Regions from separate parts of the Mus musculus genome. Here region 2 is linked to region 1. A link is a contact called in public HiChIP or PLAC-seq data. All regions are on one chromosome and are shown on one strand. Each heading gives the region's core, a stretch centred on a gene start, on an enhancer-like site or on the middle of the called end of the contact. The rest is flanking DNA. Distances are from core to core; before and after follow the strand shown. Region 1 holds the start of Slc25a13 (solute carrier family 25 (mitochondrial carrier, adenine nucleotide translocator), member 13). Region 2 has its middle 24 kb from the start of Gm52889.

Region 1 (5,501 bases), core at 1,611-4,110:
ATCGAATTCTCTCATATCTGTTGGGTTCCCAAGCTCACAGGCCAGTTTTGTGCTACTTCACTGGGGTGGGCTTTTCTTTCTCACAAGCTCCTCAAATCCTTTACAAGTATGTTATTTCTACCCCTAGCTGAGATTTTTCCAGTCTATCGCTCAGTGTTCAACTAACTGTCAACATGGCTTATTACACTCCAAGGAAAAAGTAAGACACACAGATTTTAAGTCAGCATTGGGCAGAACTAACTGGAAGCTGGAAGAAGCGATCAATAAAAATGATAGGCAAATGCAGCTCAATGGGACACATTCATTCTTGGACTAGGATGGACCCACAACACCTTCACCTGGGACCTTTTAACTGTACACTGAGTATACTGTCCTTGACCTATAATTAAAGACATTACAAAAAAATGGTCTTATGGAATCCACAGATGTGGATTTGTGTGTGGCTCTCAGTGGTTTTCGAATCCAGTTCAGATATATCATAAACAAGGACAAAGTTGAGCCTGGTATGGTCATATTTCTTTATCCCTGCCCTTGGGAAGAAGAGGCAATGGAATCTCCATGCCACCCTGATATACACAGCAAACTCCAGATCAGCCAAGGCTACTTAGTAAGACTCAGCCAAAAAAAGAAAAAGAAAAAAGACAAAAGACATAGAGAGTAACTGCCCAGATAACAGTTCAAAGTGAAGTCTCTCCAAGCAACTGGTCTATCTTTGTTTTGGCAGCTAGACAATGCTGTCACCTGTGCCAAGCACACGTTTGGTTTCTATTAATCTAAGTTCATCTTACTTTCTCGTTATTTGTTTGTTGTTGCTGTTGTTGTTGAAGACAGGGTTTTTTAGTTTAACAGCTCGTGTCTATCCTGGAATTCACTTTATAGAGCAAGCTGGCCCCTGCCTCCAATGCACTGGGATTAAACCTGTGTGCCACAATGCCCAGCTTCTCCTTACCTTCTCTTTATCCTGACTTTCTCATCCACTTACAGTTGGTTTTGTTATATCCTATTGGAAGGTATTCTATATCTATATATGTCAGCCATCCGAACTGAAGAGAGGTGACTGTCAGTGAATAAATAACAAAGAAGGCAGGTTTCAAAGGGTAAAGGTGACAGGAATGTTTCAGTTTCCTTGGCCTCCTGATTTGGATAAAAACCAACTCTCCCTGATAGGATGTGTCTCAATTACAAAAAATGCAACTAAAAAGTTGAGCCTGCTTCTTCACTTGTTACTTCGTATCTGCCCAGTCTTCTATTCTGTTTCTAGGCATATGTCTCAATTTAGTGCCCATCAATACTGCATCTCCAATTAAAGTAACGTAAATCAAGTGACAAAACTCCCACACAGGTATATAAATGATGAGTGGGTATTTACTCCAGAGAACTGATTTATACCAATCGTTATATCATGCAAAGTTAATGCAAAGAAAGGGGCTATTGGCTTGAAAGAACTAAAGTAGCTTCAGAAATAAATCAAAGTGCCCATCCACAGACTCATGCGCAAATACACCCAGTGCACACTCCTGAGGGTTACAGAGGAAGGAAGGCCACTTAAGGCACTGAGTCTAGGAACAAGAAAACTGAGGATTTGGGGAGCCTGGAGAGACTAGTCATAGAACACTATTTAAATATATTTGTCTGCTTACAATTTCCATTGCAAATGTGATTAGTTTGCCTGAATAAATCAGAATATGATGTGGTGGCCATGTTTTCCTCTTCAGGGTTATCACAGAGTTTTGATTAAGGACAAATGTTTGAAATGTTGGGTATATTTAAGTTCACTGCACTTAAAATGATCTAAGAAGTTGTATAGGCTTGATTAAAGGGCTGCCTTCGTGAACTTAAAATTAAAAGCAATAAATTCCAATGACTCGAGTGATTGGGACTGAATATGGTATTCTGCCAGAAAAGTTGAAATGCAGTCCAGAGAGGCTGAAATGGTGTGCAGGTTTGAAGAACCGGTGAAAGAGGAAAGGTCAACCTGTCAGAGCTGCCTTCTCCCTGGGTTCGTGAACGATTCACATTACACAGAATTCCTTTTAAGTAGAACTTCACAGGAGTGACATGCTCCCAGCACAATCTGTTTTGTCATTTTCAAAAAGAAGCCTCTCTGAGGCTCAGAGGCTGCCTTGTAAGTGTTGTCAGATGGAGAGAGAAAGGGGAAGGATGGAAGATGGGAGGTGGGGGTGGGGGTGGGGAAGGGTCCAGGGCTAGCTGCGCACAGACGCAGGCCAAGTCTCCCAGTTTCCAAAACGGAAGTCAAGGTGACTTCCCTACCAGCGGGAGGGCGGAACCCTTGAAATGTAATAGGATAGGCTTCAGGCCCAGTTGGGGCCCCTGGAAGGAGAAACTCAGGTCAACAACAGTCGGGTCAGAAGCAGGAGAACCCCAAAGTAGCAGAAGGGTTTGTGTGTCCCTGGGCTCTTCCCTGCCCCAGGCTACCTGGCCCCATTCGCGCGCTCCTCCTTGCTGGCCAGGGCTCGGTCCCGCGGGACACCGCTCCTGGCCAGACCAAGTGGGAGTGTCCGGCTGGCAAAGTTTCTGTAGCACGATCGGGCCGCGGTACCCACGCGGCCACAAGTGCAGTCCCCTGTGCCCCTTCCTCCCTCAGCTGCAAGGTGGAACCTCGCATCTACTACCCCGGCTGGACCCCTCTGGGCTCCAGATCGCCCCGGCCCGCCGTTCTTACCTTGGCGGCCGCCATGCTTCGGCCGGGGTACAGGCGGCTTTGAGACCTGCTCTCTGGTTGGATTGCACCGGGGACCCCGGCGACTCACTTCCCGTCCCGAGCAGAGGTGGGGGCGGTGATTCTGCCCGGCAGCGTGCGCGCCTGGCCTGCTTCCCCACGCCCTCCTGGCGCGGGTCATGCGGGTGCCGTCAGCCCATTGGCTGGGCCCGGCCAGGGCCTCCCGGGCGCGCGTGATCTAAAGGCCTCTGCCCTGTAGCCAGGGAGGGCCTCAGTATGGGAGCTACTGAGGGGCCAGGACACGTGACTCAGACTGTGCTGTCCAGCTTTAGTAGCCATTGTCGTGTATACCCCGGGGGCAAGGGAGAAATGCAAGCCACTGTCTCAAAAGACCGGGGACTTGGTGAGCTGAAGCTGCAGCTTGGGCTGAGGCCAAGGGCTGGCTAGGTCAGTGTCCATGAGAGAGCCAAGTAAGAGTGGTTACCACACAACACCTGGACGTTGACATACATACTCTCATAGATGCACACATTGGGTCAGGTTCTTGCCAGATTCACCTTGGTTTTTGCTTCAAGATGGACCCCACTTTAATGCCATCATGAAATCCCTGAAGTATTGACTAATAGAAGAAAAGATAACAAGCAGGTGACTAGCCTCCTTTGTGGCTCTAACTTGATAAACTCTTGAATATGGTATAGAACACACATTTGTAACAACTCTATTTTGCAACAACTATATGAGGACAAAAGAGGTCAAGGCCTCAAAGAGGTGACAAACTTAAAAAAAAAACAAAAAAACAAAAACAAAAAAAAACCCTACGAGCTATTGTTTGCTCTCAGGACACCATAAGAACAATGAAAACAGGAAAGGCTCTCAGAGATTACTCCTGAGGTAAGACTGTCAGTCCAATGCGTAGATAGCAAGAGATGCTCCAACCATGACGAATGAGAGGAGACAGGAGACCCAGAATTGCTGAGGAACCCAAGGGTTTAGTCAGAGAAGGCAACCTAAATTTAGGGACTGCTGGAGGAAGAGTATGGGCAACAGGAAAGACCTGAAGGTGCCTTCTAAGGCTGGAATCAGTATACTGTAAGTACTAATGTCGTTAGGGTTCCACTCAGTTGCCATAATGTATCCCAGATTCACAAGTTAGAAACTAAATCAGGAGTATGAAACACTCAAGTCCTATGGGCTCTGCCCTAAGGTCTGCATCAATGGCTTCATAAAAAGGGGCTTGTAACCCTTCCATTCTCAGCTCCAGAAAGGTGAGAGCTGGTGAACCAAGAGTTCCAGGCCACCCTTATCTATATAAGGAGACGTGTCAAAAAAGAAAGAGAAGAAACAAGCTCATAGAAGTAAGTCTACTCTCATTGTCCTCTGCCGTGCGAAGCTAGAGCTTTCCTCTCTCTGGAAGATACAGTACTCAGAGAAACATCTCGGAAACAGAGACAAGACCTTGACTTGTTGAAATTGTGATCCTAGAGTCCATAGCCAGGGTGACAACTACGAGGAATACGTTTTTAGCCTTACTCTCAGGCACTGTGTGGTAGCAACATGAACCAGGCTAACACTGGTATGATAACACTGGGCATGAGTCAGGACTAAACTATCAGAATATTCCAACAAGATGGGTTGGAGTGAGACAGGACTCTGTCTAGTGTATGAAAAGCCCAAGAAAGAAGCATTTGCCTTCCCGAGGGCTCGCGGTGCTCCTGTCTCAGGAGACAGTGAGCATCCCGTTTTTCTCTAACTCTGCTTCTGGAGTGTGAGTTCACTGCTGTCTGTAATCTCCCTGTCTCCCATTTAGAAAGTCATGGTGGCACCATCTGTAAGGCTATTCTAGAATTTGGATGGTTGGGAAAGCTCAAGGCTGCCTGGGATACATGATAAGATCTTGCCCACAAGAAACAAACATGAAAAAGCACTTTCAATGGCATTTAACAGTGAGAGACCACTCAGAGAATCCAAGCTCGCGCCCCCACCTCCAATCCTCAATCCCACTTCTGAGCTTTCTGTCATAAAAAGGAATATGATCAATAGGACCTACGAAGTAGACATCTTTTAACCCACTAAACACATCATACTGTAAAAATAGATTGTAAACTTGAGTTTAAGTTATTTCATTCTCAGTTAATTCTCACAATGACATAAGTGACATGTCGCATTGATGCCTTCTCTATCCCAGAACAGTCTTCCCACCACCATCATTTGAAAGTAGCTGGCAAGGTTGAACGGTGACCACAAGATTCCTGACCCCAGTGTCTCAGACTGGACCATTATTTGGAAACTGGAGGTACAATCAATTAAGATGAGGTCACACTCAAGTAAGGAGGACCTTAATCTGACATGACTGGAGTTCTCATTAGGAGGCGCAGATCAGGTATGATGAGTCATGCTTTTAATCCCAGCACTCTGCAGAAGCAGGCTTAATCTATACCTCGAATCTCAGCCAGCCAGGCCCAGACGATGCAAACAACAGCGAAGAAGACACAGAAACACTCTGTATATATTTCATATGATAAAAGTAGATATTAGATTGATGGAGCTACAAGCCAAGGAGCGTGAAGAATCTGCACCCACCACCTTGAAGGCTCCGGTGCCTAGCAAGGAATAGGAAAGGACACAGCCCCACTGACTCTTTTGTTTAAGACTTTGCATCCCCCCAGGAATGTGAAAGATCAAACTTCTGTTGTTTGAAGCCACACATCTTGTGGTATTTCATTCTGACGGCCCTCGGGAACGAATCCAGGTCTCCTAACCACCTGTGCTTTATAGCACATTTTGCCAACCTTGCTGGCTAGGCAAGCAGCCAACCCAAACA
Region 2 (4,936 bases), core at 1,543-4,042, 320 kb after region 1:
GAAAATCATTCCTAACCATGGAGCCCCAAAATAACATTTTTTAATTTGATGCCAAAAAAAAAAGATATCACATTTATGAGGACAGAGAAGGCTATCAGAATTAAAAGTACATCAAGGGTCTGAATAGTCTCCCAGATAGATAAAAGAGTGATTGCTCATCTTGCTAAATATACTTGCAAATTTGAAAAGTGGCCATTGAGACAGAAGTAAGTAAGTAAGTTTCAAGTCAAGAGAGAAAAGATGAAATTGAAAAATTAACAAAAGGGGCTGGAGAGATGGCTCAGAAGAGCAATGTGTATAAGCTATAGAGGTGCAGAGGCTGCAGCTACATTCATACGACAAACACACACATACACACACACACACACACACACACACACACACACACACACAGAGAGAGAGAGAGAGAGAGAGAGAGAGAGAGAGAGAGAAAACCATTTAAAAAAGAAATTATTAGCTGGGCAGTGGTGGCGTATGCCTTTAATCCCAGCACTTGGAAGGCAGAGGCAGGCAGATTTCTGAGTTCGAGGCCAGCCTGGTTTACAGAGTGAGTTCCAGGACAGCTAGGGCTACAAAGAGAAACCCTGTCTCGAAAACAAACAAAATATCAAAAAACCAAAAAACAAACAGACAAAAAGAAATTATTATGAGTAACAGTGTGTCACTGCTGAAGAAGCCCTGAGCTTGCTTCTTGGAGCCCTGTGAAATGGTTCACAGTCACGGTGCCCTCTTTTGGATTCCATAGGCGTACACATACTTATGCACATAATTAAAAATGGCTAAAATAAATGTTCAAAAAACTTAAAAGAAAATCTCATCATTCCACAAAGATAAGCAGAGAGAGAGAGACAGAGAGACAGAGAGACAGAGAGACCAAGAGAGAATAGAAGATAAAATGAAGCAAAAGAGACAAAGGACGATTTTTTTTAAAAGAAGCCAAATTATATTTCAAAACCACAATAAGTGTAATTGTAATAAATTTGCCATGAAAGCATAAGAGTATCAAAGTTAGATGGCTCAGGTGGCAAAGTGCCTGCCACACAACCATGAAGAGCTTGGTCTGATCCCTAGGACTCTCACCTAAAAGCTAGGCATCACAGCATGCACGTGGAACCCCACCACTGCAGAGGTAGGACAGGAGGAGCCCTAGCGTTTGATGGCCTCGGTTGAGCTGCATCAATGAGTTCCATGTGAGAGGACATGTTTCCAAAGCAAAGTGGAAAGGATTGAGCAGCACATCTGGCACTAACTTTTGGCTCTAAGTGGCACATGCGCACACACAGGCATACATGCTCAAAATAAAAGGATCAGAAAGTATACCCACAACATACAAAAGGACCTGGGGAGTTGAACATGAGAGGACAGGGGGAAACTATTCATGGAAAACTAATAAAATTAGAATTGAACAGCTATAATAATAGCAGAGAAGATAGACTTTGAATCACAGAAGATTCCCAGTCTCGACTGAAAAAAAGTCTCTACTCCCCATGAAGATCTAATAGCTTTAGAATTACTTCAAATCATATAGATCAAAAGTTGATAGACCACAGAGAGAAATGGACCCATCATTTCTTACAGTGGAATATTTCAACACACCTCATAGTCCCTAATGTGCCAAGGATACTCTAAAAGAAAAATTAGCTGAAAGATAGAGAGAGCCATTTTATTGTTCAACAACTTCATCACTTTTGAAGGAAAAAACTTGTAAGTACTATGGAGAACATAAGGACTTGATTTAATTCTAGTAAAATGCAAAGCAATGCCACGCTCTATTTTAGAAAAGCACATTGTTATTGTATATAAAATTTCCAACATTCATTTAAAAACTTGTAAATTGTTTAGTGATATTTTTACATTACCATCTCAGTTTCACCCACTGACTTAGTAAAATCCACACATTTTAAATATGGTAACATATAAGTCTTGACCAAACAATTCATAAGTTTGATATAATAAACATATATAGAAGATTATATCCAATAATATAGGCATATAATTCTGAAGAAATCATGGAATATTTATGAAAAGTGACCAAATGGAGAAATGCCAAAGAAATTTCAAGCAAATGGAATTTTTGAATCGTACCGCCATATAATTAGGTTTAAAACCAATATGCAACAATAAATTGCATAAATAAATATAAAAGTGAAAATTCAAGAACCCTACTTTATTTGAATATAACAAATGAGAGAAAGCAGGAAATAAGTAACATAAGGAAAATTTAACATGGTTCTTGTGAGTTATCAGGCATATTTTCATACCTCTTATATGTATCCATCCATTTACTGTTTTACAGTGACGTGTGCTGAAATATTCCCTATTCCACTGTGAAAGGGGATGGGTCCAAGGCAATGAAACAAACAAAGGATGGGTCTATTTCTCTCTATGATCTATCAACTTTTTCATCTATATGATTTGAAGCCTTTGAAAATGGAGACCACAACTGTACTCATCTGTAGATGAAGAAATAGGCATCAAGAATGTACAGGAGTTTGCAGTTAGTATCCAGGAAGTATTATTTCAGCCCCTGATCTAAACCATTCATAACTTTGATATAATAAGCATATATAGAAGTCTATATCCAATAGATTCTGGAATGGTACCACTCATATTTAGCATGGGTCCTTCCCACATCAATTAGCCTAGTCTAGTTTTTCACAAACATGCCCTGATATTGTTTCCATGGCAATTCTAAATCCCATCAAGTTGTCAACAGGATCCCCAGCCCTTCCACCACCATTCCTTCCTACACAGTCCAACTAGTGCTTTTTAAAATTTCCTATAGTGGTTTGTTTGGTTGGTTGGTTTGGTTTGGCGTTTGTTTGTTTGTTTGTTTGTTGAGGCAGTTTTTCTCTGTGTAGTCCTGGCTGTCCTGGAACTTGCTCTGTAGACCACCCTGACCTTGAACTCAAAAATCTGCCTGCCTCTGTCACTCTAGTGCTGGGATTAAGGGTGTGTGTTGCCACAGCTGGCCCCATATGAGTTCATTTACTGGAGAAAGAGGAACCTACAAGTGGCCACACCCCCAAAGAAAAGTGACTTCCTCTTCCACAGCAGCCATCAAGCCATCAACTGCCAATAGCTCTTCAGTTAGGGTTGAGACATCAGAAAACTCCCAACCCTGTGCTGGAACTTTTAACTGGTGTGATATTGTGCAGATAACCCCATCTTGTACATGTTCATCCCATTTGCTGGAATGTTGCCTGAGCCTCTCTCTCTCTCTCTCTATCCCTCTCTCTCTCTCTCTCTCTCTCTCTCTCTCTCTCTCTCTCTCTGTGTGTGTGTGTGTGTGTGTGTGTGTGTGCACGCGTGCTTGCTTGCATGCCTGCCTGCCTGTCTGTCTGCTTGTCTATCATCGTCACATCTATACTTGAATACTTACAGTGGTTTATTCTCAGCACTTTAACAGTAATGAGTCGCTGCATTAACCACTATCCTGTACAATAAGAAACTCCATTAACCAACCTTGGGAGCAACATATGGCTAGAACATAAATATTTAGATGGCCATATGATGACATAACTGTTTGGAAAGCAACATCAAGAGGCAAGATGAAAGATTTTCTGCTCACTTGTGAAAATCTAAGCACAGATTAGGTATTAGGAAATATTACAGAATTAATTTTCTTAGACATTATACAGGTATTGGTGAGTTTGGTGTTTTTACTAAAGAACAATGGCTGGGAATAGCTAGTAAAGTTTGATCCTGTGAAATTATACAGTGAAAGAGCTGTCTTTATAATTGAAATTGGAAAGTTGGTTTCACGGAAGTATGTGCCAGTCTTAAACGGTAGGTCCGTTCCCTTTTGCCTGTGAATGCAGGTCCTAATGTGTCCATCATGTGGTAAAAATGAACATAATGCTTGAGCAGTAGAATTGGAGTCCCGGGTTCATAGCTTTTCTCCATCTCATGTCTTACTATGACACCCATGCCTGTCAACCTCTCTAGAGTTTCCCCATAATAAATTATACAGATTTAAACCCAGTTTATAGGGTTGAGAGTTGGAATGAAAATGAATAATGCAGCACTCAGCTCCTAGGGTACTCAACAATGTAATTGTTAATATAAGGGCTCAGTTTGCTCTTCTTTTTACTCTTTTCAAGATAGAATATTGACAGTACCTACTTCTGAGCCTGGAACCCAAAGACATAAACCCATCTTGTGATGTCTGAGGTTTCCTTTCCAGAACCTGAGCCTGGTACTCACCATGTAACCGGATTTCTGTCACACTCTGTACACACTTGTGCTTCAAGAGAGCTAGAAGTGTGTATTTATGCAAGACCTATGTCCATTTAGATCCCTGTAGGCTTTTAGTCTCCCTTAGGCCCAATCCAAATTACCCAAGTGCCCCCATGAAGTTTGCCCAGTTTCCAAACCTCCAATTCTCTCACTAGCCCGACTTCCTATATTTATCAAACCTCATATCCTTCTGCGCGCTTTAAAGCATAATGTTAACACATTGTATCATGCATCATGAACTTAAGACAATTCTAAAAAAACTGGGGCTCAAGGGTGAAGCAAAGCTTCCCAGTTTCCTAAGAGTGACACAGCCTAACCCAAACCCACAAAATATGGTAGGGACAGAACCTTCATTCATTGCGAGCGTTGCATAATCAACACCGATAAAGAGCCATAATTCTCTTGAGAGATTTTCAAGGTCCTCCTTAAAGTGTGTTTCTCTCACTATTGTGGTTCTAAACTATGGCCACAGCTTCAAGACCAAATTATAGCCTTTGGCGGCTGGTTTCAGTCTGGTGGTTACAGCAATGAATTTGGAGTCAAGAATCCTGGCGTCTCAGCCAACTATTCCCTGGGTAACCACATGCAAGTTAGCTGCTCTCCTCTCAGTTGTTCTATCAGTCAAATGGGGTAATTTTCCCTCACTTCCATCTACTTCAAAGGCATACACGAGGACAATTAATTACCTCACAGCCAC

Evidence for each region. HiChIP or PLAC-seq counts read pairs in DNA pulled down with a chosen protein or histone mark.
Region 2: a contact with region 1 is called in an H3K4me3 HiChIP or PLAC-seq map of bone marrow-derived macrophages, with 2.6 times the contacts expected there. The contact joins the enhancer-like site here to the promoter of Slc25a13 in region 1. A contact is called at or near these places in 4 of 39 promoter capture datasets (the 3T3-L1 cell line, hippocampal neurons, liver and 1 more) and 2 of 115 datasets of contacts at active chromatin or transcription factors (bone marrow-derived macrophages and hepatocytes).

What each region holds. Positions count from the first base shown.
Region 1 is chr6:6,214,313-6,219,813 of GRCm38.p6, forward strand. It overlaps Slc25a13 (solute carrier family 25 (mitochondrial carrier, adenine nucleotide translocator), member 13), which reads right to left and starts at 2,861. Exons shown (of 18, transcript NM_001177572.1): 1 at 2,684-2,861. The coding sequence starts at 2,698.
Region 2 is chr6:6,539,314-6,544,249 of GRCm38.p6, forward strand. No RefSeq gene overlaps it. Among named protein-coding and RNA genes, the nearest start is that of Gm52889, 24 kb to the right of the region's middle. Within about 2 kb of position 2,793, at least 42 of the 459 cell types and tissues checked have an H3K27ac peak or open chromatin away from gene starts, as enhancers often do. A contact at or near this core is called in bone marrow-derived macrophages and neutrophils, where this site is marked.